Linked DNA regions of Mus musculus: region 2 is linked to region 1. Evidence: chromatin contacts called from public promoter capture Hi-C data. All regions are on one chromosome and are shown on one strand. The core of a region is the stretch at or near the end of the contact, and the rest is flanking DNA. Distances in the headings are between cores, read along the strand shown.

The links. Capture Hi-C pulls out chosen DNA fragments and counts their contacts.
Region 2: a promoter capture Hi-C map of adipose tissue shows a contact between it and region 1. The contact joins two enhancer-like sites. A contact is called at or near these places in 6 of 39 promoter capture datasets (the C10 cell line, embryonic stem cells, liver and 1 more), 2 of 15 datasets of contacts at CTCF or cohesin (the NIH/3T3 cell line and embryonic stem cells), 8 of 484 Hi-C or Micro-C datasets (2-cell embryo, CD4 T cells, LSK cells and 4 more), 36 of 115 datasets of contacts at active chromatin or transcription factors (the 230-238 cell line, CD8 T cells, the HPC-7 cell line and 21 more) and 4 of 9 other capture datasets (adipose tissue, liver, macrophages and 1 more).

What each region holds. Positions count from the first base shown.
Region 1 is chr5:92,290,060-92,297,783 of GRCm38.p6, forward strand. Sdad1 (SDA1 domain containing 1) reads right to left here. Exons shown (of 22, transcript NM_172713.2): 11 at 7,061-7,164; 12 at 5,952-6,009; 13 at 3,904-3,962; 14 at 2,594-2,670; 15 at 1,827-1,924; 16 at 1,648-1,724; 17 at 954-1,080; 18 at 199-293; 19 at 1-52. Among named protein-coding and RNA genes, the nearest start is that of Naaa, 16 kb to the left of the region's middle. Within about 2 kb of position 2,727, at least 17 of the 459 cell types and tissues checked have an H3K27ac peak or open chromatin away from gene starts, as enhancers often do. A contact at or near this core is called in adipose tissue, where this site is marked.
Region 2 is chr5:92,372,943-92,380,666 of GRCm38.p6, forward strand. It overlaps a transcript of Art3 not described here. Among named protein-coding and RNA genes, the nearest start is that of Art3, 10 kb to the right of the region's middle. Within about 2 kb of position 2,584, at least 116 of the 459 cell types and tissues checked have an H3K27ac peak or open chromatin away from gene starts, as enhancers often do. A contact at or near this core is called in adipose tissue, where this site is marked.

The DNA of each region.
Region 1 (7,724 bases), core at 1,477-3,976:
CTGCAGCCTTGGCTTTCCGCTCCTCCATGGGCATGCTGTCCAGCTTCGTGGCCTTGAAAAGCATACAGCCAAAAGGAGAATTGACTACCAGCTTAAGTGACAGACAGCTCAAGTCATTTAAATTTTAACATGGCCCAGCAAAAAATGGCATCTAGGTAACTATGAGCATGCCGCAGTCTCGAAGCCATATGGACTTACAATTGCTTGCTGCTCCTCATCAGAAGAGTGGTGCACGTCAACCCACTCACCATCCTCTTCCTCCTCCTCACTGAGGCTGGCGCTTTCCCATCCATCTGTGGGAAAGAGTCACAGCAAGATGAGGTAAGTGAGCAAGGTAGGATGCGCCACTTACCAACAACTGGAGTTGATGTGTGCTATGCCACATCAATTTAATTTAAGGAACAGGGACTAGCACTGACTAAGAATCTACTAAAAGCCAAATTGTTACAGTGATTTACCTAATTCTTACAGCTCAAAGAGGAATGGATTCTGAGTAAGAAACATACCAGAGGCTGGGTGTAGTGGCACATAGCTTTAATTCCAGAACTCAGGGGGCAGAGACAGGAGTAACTCTGAGTTTAAGGCTAGCATGGTCTAGAGTGAGTTCAGGACATCTAGGGTTTTGCTAAACAGAGAAATTCTGTCTCAAAAAAAGGGGTGGAGGGAAGAAAGGAAAGAAGGAGGGAGGGAGAGAGGGAGGGAGGGAGGGAGGGAGGGAGGGAGGGAGGGAGGGAAGGAAGGAAGGAAGGAAGGAAGGAAGGAAGGAAGGAAGGAAGGAAGGAGCCAGAAAACACAGCCTATCCTCAGACCACAGGGAGCCTGTCTGAGTCTGTGGTCTGCCATTTTCCCTCGTAAGCAGCTCCCTAGTCCTGCCAGGCAGCTTCCCTAACATAGTAGAGACTGAGCAAGGTTCAAACCCCAGCAAAAGGCAAGGCAAAGGGCAGGCAGAGGACCTTCATCATCTTCTGTATTATCTCCCTTCTCAAGCTCTAGAACCTCTGCTCCTGGGATGTAATCTTTAGCATCTAATTCTCCATATTCTTGTATTCTTGCTTCGATGGAGGCTTCAGTGGGTTTACCCTAAAAGAGAAAATTATTTAAAAGTAAGGTGCTTAAAAAAATAAGATGCTTAGATTTTTAAAAAATTCATTATGAAAGGCACTATAGGATGTGAGCACTATTAAACATGTAGTCAAATAAGGGACGGCCTGCTTACATGTCAGAAACAACGTAACCCCAGGTACAGCAGGCTCACTTCTTCCTCACTGTCTCCTGATTGAATTTGAGAAACTGGCTTTGTAAAGAATACCAAACTGCTCTGACATTTTAGGTCTCAACAGTGCTATGTCTTTGTATTACAAACACACCTCCCTCTCTGCTGAAAGAGGCAGCACCTCACTCCAGCCTGCTGACAGTATCACACACTGTCAACTACACACAGCCCAGCAGACCTTTCGGACTGAGCTGTCCATCACAGAGCACATGCCAGCAGCAAGGGCCGAGGACCAAGGAACTCAATCAAGTGCCCCCTAAGCTTGAGGAACAGACCCACACACATCACAGCCACTCTCCAGGAAAGCTAATCTAACATGTGAACTGCAGGCATTACCCTCACTTTCTGAGACCACCATCTTTAGATTAACCTACCCGGAACTTCTTCTGCAGCATCTGAGGGTTCAATGTCCGGAAGAGATGGATCAAAGTCCTGGCAGACATCATCACATCTAGGAGACACTGCCTTTGATTAGAAATTCTCAAGCAAAGGCAGCAGTGAGGTAGGAGGGAGGGAGCCACACTGCACTCACTGCCTACAGAGAACTACTCACTCTTATCTTTGTGTGTCTTATACTGAGCCAGGTCCTGGAGAAGCTCTTCAGTCATGGCCAGAGGACATCGAGCTGTGATCTCTTTTATAGCATTGATCCTAGAAAAGGAAAATGGATGTAAAATAAGCGTACTAGGCTGGACTTTCTAGGCTTAGGCCCCCTAAGCCTGCAGTGTGGCAGAGACTGTGAGGGCAAAGGGCCCTACAGACTGACATTCCCAACAGTTGCACTTCCTCTGACAGTTGTGTAATAAGAATCAGCCACAACAAATCATGGCATTATTTGCTTCCAGTGCTAAGGAGAGAAGGCGTGAAGTCAGACTGGAAGGGAGGGTTAAAGGTCTTTAGGGCTGTTACCCCAGCAGCAGTTTGCAAGGGAGACACAGAGAAACTGCTTAGCATATCATTTACAGGTGCACAGATTAGATAAACCTTTGTGTTACCCAAAAGGGCAATTGCAGTTCTCTAGAAGTAAAGAGTGATTCATTAACAAATCTCTTGCGCCTTCAGGAGACAAATCCAAGGTGGAAGAAAAAGAAAAACTTAGGCTAATGAAATCATTCTCATAAAACTATAAAACATCTAAAACTATAAAAATGGCTGATTGGGACAAGTACTGTTATCTAGTTCCCTCTTCAGAATTCTCACCAATAAATGAAATTACAAAGCCTCCCGGGGAAACCACTTTTCTAGACACCACACGCACAGCATAACTGTCTATCTTAGTACATTATAAACACTGACTGTCCCCAAGTATGTTTTACATACCCTACGGTCATGACTTCCCCAGAGTTCTTGTCAGTAACAAAATTGTTGGCCACCGTCACAAGCAACGACTGAATAATCTGAGTTGGAAACAAAAGAGCTGAGTCAGGCGGAGGTCCCTGCTTCCCCTGCACTCAGACTGTGGTGCAGCAGCAACCTTCTGCCTTAGGGTGCGCGCTGAGAACCAAAGCTAAGGAGCTAAGGAAGACAGAAACGAGTGCGCCCCCAGCTCAGTCTTCCGGGCTATAGATATGGTAAAGTTTACCTCCTTTAACAGCGTTTTCTCTTTTACATTGTGTGTGTGTGTGAGAGAGAGAGAGAGAGAGAGAGAGAATACTTATACCCGAGCACATGCATGTGCACATGTACCAGGGCAGATGTGTAGAGGTCAAAGGACAACTTGTAGGATTCGCTTCTCATCCTCTCCAGGCTCACTGGCCTTTGCTCTCTGGGGAGACCTTCCTGCCTATCATCTCTTGATAGGAGTACCAGATTAGATGTGCACAGTTGCATTTAGTTTAAATGAGTTCTGGGTATCAAACTCATGGCGTCAGTTTTCTGTTAAGTACTTTTACCCACTGAGTCACGTGACTGGATTATAACATAATTTTCCTTTTTTAAAAATTAATGTTTTAGGTTGGCATACAAAGTAACAGGTTTCATTGTGGCATTTTTTTTTTTTTACACACTCGTCACTTTGCGACCCTTCATTTCCACAGTGCACTCTCCACTCACCTCTGCTTCTTCTCTTCCTTCTCCCAAATGGTCTCGCTCCTGCTCTCTGTCTAAAGGTTCTGTTTTGTATTCATGTGTGTGTGTGTCTGTGTGTCATGCTGGTGGGCTCAGAGGCTGGAAGCAGCAGAGCACCTGGCTGCCTAACTTGTGTTCTAGGAACCAAGCCTGGGTCTCCCGAAGAGCAGCAAAGACTCTTTCCTACTAAGGCCATCTCTGTAGCCTCCTCTTCTTACCACATTTATTCCATTACATTGTTTCCAACAATGACCAAAACAATACTGTGCTTTTGACACAAGATAATTCAATCTTCTTTGAATTTAAAAACTAATCACCATGAACTCACAAATACCCTTGGTCCTTCCGAGTCATAAAACTTGGTTATTAAACTCAGAAGCCTCAGCTAGCTCCTTTCTGTCAACTGTACAGCTAACTTCTGTGTCCATCTCCTTAGGAGTTAGGTCTCGTCTGTTCATTTAAAGAAGGGTCAGGAGAGACAATAACTCTGGGAAGAAACCATAACATGCCAACGGTGGCACCCCTCCACACACACAACCTGGAGGTCAGGGGAAGTGTCTCACCTCTGGGGGCACCAGGTGATGAGAGGCTTGTGCAGCAAACAGAAGGATCTTCGTGACTTCTAAAAGCACAAGAGATAGAAAGGGCAAATGTTGTCACTCTGCCTCCAAGGACTACTGCAACGTGGCAAGCAAATCCACATGTCATGACTGCCACTTATGTATCTACCTCAACCCCAGCCCCGACCTGTCTGCATGGTTCAACCGGTGCCACTTTCAGGCCCTTGCTCAACTGCTGCTTATCAGAAAGGCCTGCCTGACCCTACAGCCTAAACAGCACCTGCCCCATGCTTGCTCCTGTCCTTCCTCTGCTTTCCTCTTCCAAACACTCCGCCTGGATATTCTACCCAGTGACGATGTCTAGACTTCTGTCTAGAGCACAAATTCGCTGAGTTAAGGAAGGACTCTGCTTTAGGGTCACTGTGGACCTCAGCATCTCACAGATGTTCTGCTCTCCTTGGCTTCCTGTGCATTCACAGAAACTACAAAGGCCATGAGCGGTAGCTCACACCTACAATCCTAGCACTTAAGAATGGTAGCAGAAACTGACATCGGGGCCAGCTCGGGCTGCATACCAAAATCCAGTCTAAGTCCCAAACTAACCAAACAAGTCACAAACATTTGTTGAACGAACTCAATATACACATATCACACTTTCTTCCAAGAGGCAGCATAGTATATGTAAAGAACAAGGCCTTGGAACCAGACACGATGACTCAGGCTGTAACTACAGCACACAAGAGGCCAGTGTGGGAGGTTTGCTGAAGTTCAAGCCAGCCTGGGCTACAGAGACTGTTTCAAAAACAAACAAGCATCAAATTGGGTTCAGGTGCATGCCAGAGACAGGCAGAGCTCTGTGAATTCAAGGCTGGCCTGGTCTACAAAGAAGTTCCAGACTAGCCAAGCATGTATAGTGAGTGAGAGTTTCTCAAGAACAAAATACAAAAACAAAACAATAAGCCATCACCAGTCAACAAACAAGGAAAGGAGGGGCAAATGTTGATTTGTCATTTCTTTGAAGGCCATTTAACAACCTGACCCAGTGATGTAGAGAGAGCTCTTAGCACAATATCAGGCTCACGTCAGAAGCTCACCTGTTCACTTCCTTCCTGTTCTGGTTAAGTTCCAAAGGTAAAGCAGGTAACCAACTTTGCCTGCTTCTGTGTCACTGCTGACTGAGACTGCACACAAGGCCATGGAGAACATAAAGCCCTGCCACCACGCAGCTACAGTTGAAGGTGAAAACTACAGTTTCTCTCTTTTTGCGATTTATTTATTTTTATGTGTACGGATGTTTTGCCTGCACTCGTGTATCTGCACCACTTGGTTACCTGGTGCCTGCAGAGGTCAAAGGAGGGTATCAGATCTCCTAACTGGAGTTTATGGATGGCTGAGTCACCATGTGGGAGCTGAGAAGTAAATCCAGGTCCTACACAAGAGTAGTGCGTGCTCTTCACTGCAAAGCCCCCAAATTAGAATGGTCAAGAGGAGAATTTAGATTATAAAAGGACTTGCTAAAAAATTTATCTTTAATTTTTATTTTACTTAAAAAAAAAAAAAAAAGAATAGTGGTTTGTATGTGTGTGTGACTTTGTGCACATAAGCACAGTGCTCACAAAGACCAAAGGAGGGCACTGCACTCCCCAGAGCTGCCTGAAGTGGGTAATGGGAACTGAACTCATCTGATTCTCTGCAAGAGCAGTACTTGGAAAATAACCCCCGCTTGTAGCTAACGAATAGGAAAAGGAAATGTGCTGATTTAAGGAAGAAACGCAGGCCGCTCTGTCCTCCTTTGTCGTGCTTTTTGCTGGGAAGGTTAGGGTTGGGTCTGGTCTTCTGTTTGTTTGAGAAGAGCTTTGATGTACTCCAGGCTAGCCTCCAATCCAGCATGTAGTTGGGGCTGGCTTGAAGTTCTGATCCTCCTGCCTCAGCATTCCATTTTCCCTCTCTATACAGAACACATATAACTACATCTGTCCTTAATGACACAAGAACCATGGACCAGCCACCCCTTAGGTTGAGGCCAGCAAGGAGCACACACAGAAGGTTACCTCTCTGGTGGGGCTGCAGAAACCTTTGCACAAAAGGGTAGAAGTTGAAGAGGAAAAGCTGTGGAGAGAAGAGCACGGCAGCTTTAACATTTATAAACCTAAGCATGGGATTTCAGTTCCATCATGTAACCTCATTTCACGACAAATGCACCTGACTTGTTCTGTCACAGGCTAACTCAATACGCTGCAGTCACCCAGGGAAAGAATTTCCTCCCCAACACTACCCTGCTGCCTCACCACATGCGAGAGAAAGGGCAGAATGAAGTAGGCAAAGGCAAACAAAACCCACACTCTTTAACTCTGCTACTGGCCTAGCTGCAGAGCTCCGTGTTGGTGTTCACAGAGAGAAGCAAGACCAGAACCAGCTGGTATCAAAGGTCCTGGGAACAGGACAGGACAGATCTGAATAGCACAAACTGACAGCCCTGACTCTATTATCTTCCAGCTTAACCACATTGGGGGAAGGAGAGCAACACATTCAACCATGTCACAAAACTGGACTGGAGAGATGGCTCTGCCACTAAGAGCTGTTCCCAGCACCAACATGGTGACTCTCCAGTCCCAGAGGACCTAAGCTCTCTTCTGGCTTCTGTGGGCACTGAACACATGCGCTGCACATTTCTTTGTGGTCTAAATTTTTGGTAAAGGCAGCTACTCTAAAAGTACCAACATGTACAACACACACACACTCACACACACACCAACAAGCAGCTAGGGAACCCAGCATTGCAAACAAATGACTCCCTACCAGAGACACCTAGAAGTCAAGAATGTCAGGAAGGGTTAGTTAGGCACACAGTGAGGTAGCAAGAGTCAATACAAGTATGTGGTTCGCTCTGGTTCGGGAACATGTATCTGAAAGTAACAAGTGCAAAGAGAGCACAGAACAGTTACACGTGAACTGAGTGTGCAAACATCAGTATTCATATGCACTGGGGAAACAGCAGTAGATAAAAGCAGCTGCCTTCAGAAGGATAGGCTGCACTTGCTGCTGACTCTTACTGCAAACGACTTGGGGACTAAAGCTGAGACAGTGTTCTACATAACGGCTTTCCTTCCCCAAGCCCACCCCACTGCTAACCCCCCAGGAGAAGCCGCGAGCTCCATACCTCGTGAATGCCCACCAATCTGGAGATGAGGTTCATGAGCATCATCTTCACCTCAAACCGCTCCTTACAGCTCTCCAGCTGCTTCAGAAGCTTCTCTGCGAAGTCTGGAAGGAACCAGAGAGTCGCTGTGGGTTCCCAGCTGTGGGTTCCCGGCTGTGGGTTCCCGGCTGTGGGTTCCCGGCTGCAGAACAGGGCTCTACAGGCCCAGGGGAAGGGACAGCAAAGTCCTAGCGGTGCAAACACCAAGCTCAGCTTCACCAGTCCTCAGATGTTTCTTAAAGGACGGTCTCACTATGTAAGTATAGTTGTCCCAAAGCTCACTCTGTAGACCAGACTGGCCCGGAACCAGAGATCTGCCTGCCTCGGCCTCTGCCTCGGCCTCCTGAGTCAGGGATTAAAGCCGGGAGCCACCATTCTAAATGATCTTTTACATTTCTTTAGAGAATTTATTTTTATTTTAGTACATGCTTGCACGTGTGTATGAGAGCACATGTGTGCAGGTGCCCACAGAGGCCAGAGGAGGTGTTGGATCCCCTTACAGCTGGGTTGGTACCGTGAGCTGCCTCCTGTGGGTGCTAGGAACCAAACTTGGGTCTTCTACAAGAACAGACAATGCTCTTACCCCCTCGGGCGGCAATTCAGCCAGGGTTCCTAAGATCTACTC
Region 2 (7,724 bases), core at 1,334-3,833, 83 kb after region 1:
ACCAAACTTAACCAGGTCTGAAGGTACCAACCCCTAGGGGGTAGAGGCAGGGGAATCTCTCTGAGCTAAAGGCCAGCCAGGTGGTATACACAGTGAGACCCCGTCTCAAACAAACAAACAAACCAATGACCAAACAGAAGCAAAACCCCAAAGCTTGTCCAGCACTGGGTCAACGTTTAAAACTGAAGAACGTTTAAAATTGAAGAAAAAAAAAAGATATTATGTGAATGGGGTAGAGTGACCCTGGGGTAGTCTGAGACACCAAGCTGATCTAGCTGGAGTGTGACATGGGATCACTTTACTCAGAGAACTAGTTAAATAGAAAGTTGGCAAAATGCATATATTAGCACTTGGAGACTTGCTAACCAGCACAGTTTTAGGAATCAGTCACTGCCGATTCACTCATAGATTCAGACGTATTCATCTTGATCTTTCTGTTTTCTTGTGGCAAAAACACCCTCATTATTTAAGAGGTGCGAAAAGTAAAAGGGATTTCTCGTCTATTTATGCACGGAGCGTGGGATCCCAGGCTGCTGCAGAAGCAGACCATCGTTACATTTCTGTACTTATGGCTTTTCCTCTATGTGTTGAGTTACATTTTTAAACAGAAGCAACTGGTGGTTTAGCTTTTTGTTGTTGTTGTTGTTGTTGTTGTTGTTGTTTTTTTTGTTTTTGTGTGTTTTTAGTTTGTGGAGAGGGTGGGTATCGGAGCACACACTTGCTGAAGAACTTCCAAAGGTCCTGGCTCTTTTAGTTTGAGCCTTCCTCCCCTCCCTTCCTCCCTCCTCTCTTTTTCTTATCATAGTCCAGACTGTGCCTCAAACTCATAATCCTCCTGCCTCGGCCTCCATGGCTAGCTTATGTTATTGTTTGTTTCATTTGATTTGTTTTGCTTTTGAGACAGGGCCTCACTCTGTAGCCCTGGCTGTCCTGGAAATCTCTATGTAGACCAGGCTGGCCTTGAACTCGGAGACTTGCGGGATGTTGAGATTAACATGCAGCCTCTCCCCGGGCCTGAGGTTTTGTTTGTTTTTTTTAACACCTATATAATTTTTTAAGATGCTTTTTTGGCCTTAACATTAAAAGTATCAGCTGAGCCCTTCTTGCTTTTCTAAGTACAAACCTGTAAATGGCTTTTTGCCTGTCTGTTCTCAATTTGTTTTCCCATGTGTAGATATCTCAAAAGACAAAGATGTGCTGTCCCCTGTCTGCCCCTGAGCTGTCTAACTGAATGTCCAGGCCATTCCAGATTGTATGGGCAGCTTAGTCAAAGAACTAAGTGACTTGAACGATCTAGAAGAGGAAATAGCAGTGTTGAGTAGCATTAAGGGTGGAAACTGTGTAAGACTTGGCTCTCAATCAAGCGTGCATATGTTTGACAAAGAAACGAGAGCTACAGAGTAAGTTATCTACAGGATGGACACTAGATCTGTCACACTAGCACAAATGGGCCGAGGGGATGGGGGGCCAGTGAGGTGCAAGACATCCGGGAGTCAGTCAGGAGTCGGTCCTTCAGGAATCAGGACACCTTTAGATGCTAAAATGGTGACAGTTCACTTTGTGGGGTCCTTTAAATCAGGAACATTGTCTGTTGTCATACTTCCCCTTCATTTGCCCTGTGTGAAAAAAAAATGGGAAAGGGAGGGAGGGAGGGAGGGAGGGAGGGAAGGAGGGAGGGAGGGAGAGAGGGAGGGATGGGGAGAGAGAGAGAGAGAGAGGGAGAGAGAGAGAGAGAGGGGAGAGAAAGAGAGAGAGAAAGAGAGAGGACAGTTATTGGTCCTAAGCCATGTAAGAATGCTCCCAGACCAAGGCCGGTCACCACACCATCTGCCACCCTCACACAGGGATTGTCCCTGCCTGCTAGATTTGCTTCCTCTCTTCTAATAGTTGATGTTTCCTGTTTCAGAAGGGAACACATTTACAGTTCTAAATCAGCAGTAAGTTATCTTTAGTTTTCTTTTAAGTCTGGCTGATGTTCCCACAACAGTTACTTCATGGGGGTTTCCAGCTTTGGGAACAGAGGCAGTACTTGCACGTTTGGTTACTGCATCTTCCATGCCGCAGGGAGGAGCTCTAGCCTCTCCGCCAGGCTATGCGATGGTTCACTTATTTAATAGTGCTTTAAAGAAGACAGTGTGCTGGCTGTAAGTGAAAGCTTTCTTTGCCGGGTCAGCTCTTATCTAGGAGGGCACTTAGGATAAATTATGTCCTGTCTCCGGTTGGTTTTGTCCTTGGTCCTTGTTTTTTGGACATCTTACAGCTGAAAACAAATTGCCATCGCTTGTTTTCTATCCCATTTAGTATTCTATGGCGAAAGAAACTTTTTTTTCAGATAAAGATGGTTAAAGTGAAGCCGGGTACGGTGGTTCACACCTTCAGTCCTAGCACTCTGGCACAGATAAGTGGATATGTGAATTCGAGGCCAGCCTGGTCTACAGAGCAAGTTCCAGGACAGCCAGGGCTACACAGAGAAACGATGTCTTAAAAACAAACCAACAACAAAAGGCTGTATTGAAGAGAACAACAGAAGAGACCGTGTGGAGCAGAGGAGGAAGGAAGAGGCCTGCCGCAGTCCGTGGGCTTGGTTGCGCAGGCGTGTGAGGAACCCGCCCCCACATTCTTCCATTTCTTCCTTCCTTGAGACTTGACTGGTTGTAACTGTCACCTCTTCCCACGAGATGTGGACGTCTTCGTGTGCACAGTGAAGCCAGCTGTGCGTCGATCCACATTTTCCCGTGAGACCGACTGGAAGAGTCGTTCAGAGTCTCGCTCTGGACTGTGGACGTGACTTTCCACCTCTTCATGGTATGCTCATTGTAACTTCAAGCCACAGGCGATGGACGGACATGGGCTCACAGACCCGAGGGCTACCTAGAAGATGTGTCTAGGAGGAAAGCATGGATTTCCCGTGGGCTCTACCACTTCCAGACTTGGCATTCCAGAAAGGCATAATAGATACAGGTCTTACGGTCCCACCTCCTGAACTTCACTCACTGCCTGGCCTGCCCTCACCACTGAACCTTCCTGTTTTCCTCAGCCATAGCAGGCCGGCTGCTTGTTGTAGCTCAGCTTTGAATAGAACTACAGAGTGCTAGGCACGGTGATGCAGGACTGCACTCCCTGTACTCAGGAGCTCATAGCAAAACCTTCTCAAACAAACAAACAGACAGACAGACAACAAACCCCAGACAAACAGAAAAGAGGCTAGAAAGGAATCTCAGGTGGGGAGGGCTTGCCTCACATGCAGGAATCCCCGGGTTTGATCCCCAGGACTACATACACCAGGCTTTGTGGCACATGTCTGCAGTCCCACCACTGGACAGGCAGGCGGAGGGCAGAGGGCAGAGGGCAGAGGGCAGAGGGCAGAGGGAAGAGGAGAGAATCAGAAATTCAAACTCATTCTTAGCTATATGACAAATTGGAAGTCAGCCTGGGCTACAAGAGACTCTTAAAAACAAAAACAAAACAACAACAACAACAAAAAAAAACCCAAAAAACAATAACAAATTAGCTACCTGGATATTTAGAAACTTTCTGAGTCAGGTGCGGTGGCTGACACCTATAATCCCAGCACTTCTGTTTATCTGGAGGCTGCCCCAAGAGGCCAACTTGGTCTACATAGCAAAATTCACCTCAGCCTATACTACAGGGACCCTATCTGAACAAACCAAACGGAAAAAGTCTTTCTTGTAGCCACATTTGGAGGAGGAGGAGGAAGGGGGGGAGGAAAAAACAAGTGAAATTAATATTACTAATTTTCTTATTTAAACCATTGCATTTAAAGGGCACACTTACGTTCTTACTGTGATTGAAATCCTTCAAGATTTTATACTGACAGCCCTCGGCATTTGCATACTAAATTTTCATCACAGATAATTGATCTATATTTAGACTTCATGAAAGGTCAAGTTCAAAAACAGATGCAAATCCGTCCGTTGTTCCAAGCACTGAAAGCTTCCCAGCAAACCAATTACAGCTTTAAAAGTTAGATAAAACGAACCGTCCTGAAACCGGTCCGTCTCAGTCACCAGGTCACTTTCAGAGTGCTCGCAGCAGGGCTGTGGTGCCTGGAGCTGGAGAGGCGGTTACAGCTCTCCTCTGTCTGGAGGTGAGTTTTCCTCCATGAAACCCCACCAGCTGCCTCTCTCCTGTCTTTTTTTGTTTAGATTGCAGCCTTTGGGAAACTCCACTTGACCCGCTCTATTTAATACACAAATTCCTCAAGTCCCCACACTGCATACTTCTAATCCTGCTCATTCCAAGGGGCTTTTTATCTCCCCATAACTTACTGTCTGATTGACTGCCTCTCCCAGCCCGCACTACTTGTGAGCTATGAGCTTCCTGGAGCAGTATCTGTTTCGTTTACTGATCTCTCAGCATCTGTGGCTCAGGAATTCGGGATTTCGCTTAGTGGTGGAGTGCTTGCTGGCTTTGGGTATATTCTCCAACACTGAAACACTGTGGATCAGAGTTACTGGGTTAGTCATTATAAAGGCTTATTGTGTTGTTAATAAGCATATGCTGCATTCAGTAAGACCCAGAAAGATCTAAGAAGGTGGCTGACTAGATTTCTCTTAAATGCAGCTTGAATGTATTCTTTGTAGTTGCTGCTATTTAAGCCGCAAGCCATGGCCAGAGGGATGAGGAGTGGGGAAGAATTCTGATTTAGTTAGGAAGTCAAGACTCGCAACTCAGAGGAAGGGTGTAAAAAGGCCAAATTCTGTTTCAGAAACTAGAAACTGGACTTAAAACTTGTGCCACATGCATGCTGCTGAGTGGGGATATGTCTTTAATCCCAACACTTAGGAGGCAGAGGCAGGCAGATCTGAGTTTGAGGCCAGCCTGGTCTACAAAGTGAGGGGATCTCTGAGTTCAAGGTCAGCCTGGGCTACAGAGTGGGTTCTAGGACAGCCAAAGCTACACTGAGAAACCCTATCTTGGAAAACACTAATGTATATATATATATACACACACACACACATAGAGAGAGAATGAAAATTATTTTGAAACTAGAATTATATAGAAAGCTTTTAAAATTGTGTGTGTGTGTGTGTGTGTGTGTGTGTGTGTGTGTGCGCGCATTAGCACCATGGCTCTCTGTGGAGGTCAGAGGACACCTTGCAGGAATTGCCTCCCTCATGTGGGTCCTGGAAATTAAACTCAAGTTATCAGGCTTAGCAGCTAGCACTTTAACCACTCAGTCGTTTTTTGCCAGTTCACATTGTATATAAAATTTTAACTGCATTCACACTTCAGTACATTAACACAGCACCCATGTCTTAGGTATAATAAAGTAGAGCCTTATAGCATACACTGCAGGTCGTAGGGGTGGTAGTCTGTGTTGTTTTAAGGCTAAATTGCTAGTGGTTTAGACAGGAGGGAAAAGGTAGAAAATACCAGAACAAGGACGTTCACCAGAGAGAGAAAGAGGGATTAGCATGTCCAGAGTGGTGCTACCAAGAATAATTAGACTCTAGACCAGAGAGGAGCGCCTGCCTCCCTTCTGGATGGGACAAGAGAGAGCAATGTTGGAGCAGTGAGAAGGCCAGTAAGCCTCCGGGATTCCTTCAGAGCCTGGCAGTTTCTGTTTTAATTTTATTGCTTTTTCTTTTGCCTGATTTTGGAGAAAGCTAAACAATTCTCAAGGTCTCTTAGGAAAAAAAAATAAACGCTGCATCTAACACGGGAAATCAGCAGAAGCCGAGGAAGGACAAAGGTTCTCTCCAGCTTTTTTCCTTTGATTGAAAATGGATTTTTAAAATACAACATATTCTGGTTTCCCCTCCAGGTACCTCCCAGTTCCTCCCCAACCCCCGTCCCATCCGGATCCACACCCTTTTTGTCTCTCCTTAGAAAAAACGGGCATCCAAGGAATAATAATAAAATAAGATAAACCAAAACCGAATGAATTGGAATGTAACAAAAGTACCAAACAAGAAAAAAGAATCGAAGAAAAAGCGCAAGAAGTGCGCAGGCGCAGAGACGCACGGGCTCCCGCACTCGGGAATCCGAAACCAGAGGCCCTTCCCTACCTAACCTCTGCGGTTATATAGCCTGCTTGTCAGTGACTTAACTGCTGGCATTCCTAATCTAAGTGAATATGTGCTGTAGCTGTCTTTCTGGGTCTGAGTTACATCACTCACAGATTTTTCCTAGTTCCACTCATTTACCTGAGAATTTCACCTTTTAGTGGCTGAGTAATACTGTTAATTGTATAAATGTACCATGTTTTCTTTATCCATTCATCCACTAATGGACATCGAGGTGGTTTTCAGTTTCCATAGCTGTGTGGACTTATCTCTGTGTCTTCAATTCTATTCCATTGATCAACATATCTTTTTTTGGTCCAGTGAAATAAATAAATTTTAAAACATGCTGTTTTCATGACTATGGCTCTGTAGTACAACTCGAGATAGGAAATGGCGATACATCCAGCCATTCTTTTATCATTCAGGATTGTTTAGCACTTCTGGTTTTGTTTGGTGTGTGTGTGTGTGTGTGTGTGTGTGTGTGTGTGCTTTCATATGAAGCTGAAAATTGTCTTCTCAAGTATAAGAATTGTATTGGAATTTTGAAGGCGATTACATTTAATCCATAGATTGCTTTTTGGTAGGAGGGTCGTTTTCACTATTAATTGGTATTAATTTGGTATTAATCCTACCAATTCGTAAGCATGGGAGATCTTCCCATCCTCGGAGATCTTCAGTTTCCGTCTTCAGTGTCTTAGAGGTTTTATCATACACATTTTCACTTGCTTGGTGAGAGTTACCCCAAGATAGATTTTGTGAAAGATGATGTCCTCCCTGACTTCTTTCTCAGTTCATTTGCCACTTGTATATAGGAGGGCTGCTGAGTTTTGGGAGTTCGTTTTGTATCTAGCTACTTTAGTAGGAGTTCTCTATTAGAATTGTTAGGGTCATTTATGGATACTATCATATCATCTGCACATAAAGATAGTTGGAGACTCGAGTCTCCGTTGAGACGGTAGGTGGTGGTCTAATAGGTCTGCTGACATGCGCTGCTTGGGCTTTTTCTCTTGCAGCTTTCCATAGTCTGTCTTTGTTCTGTAAGTTTAGTGTCTTGATATGTGCTTATGTGCTGAGGGGGCTTTCTTTTCTTTTCCAGTCTATTTGTGTTCTGTAAGCTCCTTGTACCTTGATAGGCCTCTCCTTTTTTTTTTTTTAATTTTTTTAAAAGATTTATTTATTTATTTATTTATTTATTTAATGAAAGTACACTGTAGCTGTCTTCAGACACCCCAGAAGAGGGCACCAGATCTTGTTATAGATGGTTGTTAGCCACCATGTGGTTGCTGGGATTTGAACTCAGGACCTTCAGAAGAGCAGTCAGTGCTCTTAACCGCTGAGCCATCTCTCCAGCCTGGCCTCTCCTTTTTTAGGTTGGGGAACTTTTCTTTTATGATTTAATTGAAAATATATTCTTACGCCTCTGCCCTGGGTTTCTTCTCATTCCTTTATTTCTAGTATCTTTAGATTTGGTCTCTTTATACTTTCCCAGATTTCCTAGATGTTTTGTGCCAGGAGTTTTTAAATTTTAACATTTTCAGCCGGGCATGATGGCGCACACCTTTAATCCCAGCACTCGGGAGGCAGAGGCAGGCAGATTTCTGAGATCGAGGCCAGTCTGGTCTACAGAGTGAGTTCCAGGACAGCCAGGGCTACACAGAGAAACCCTGTCTCGAAAAAAAAAAATTAACATTTTCT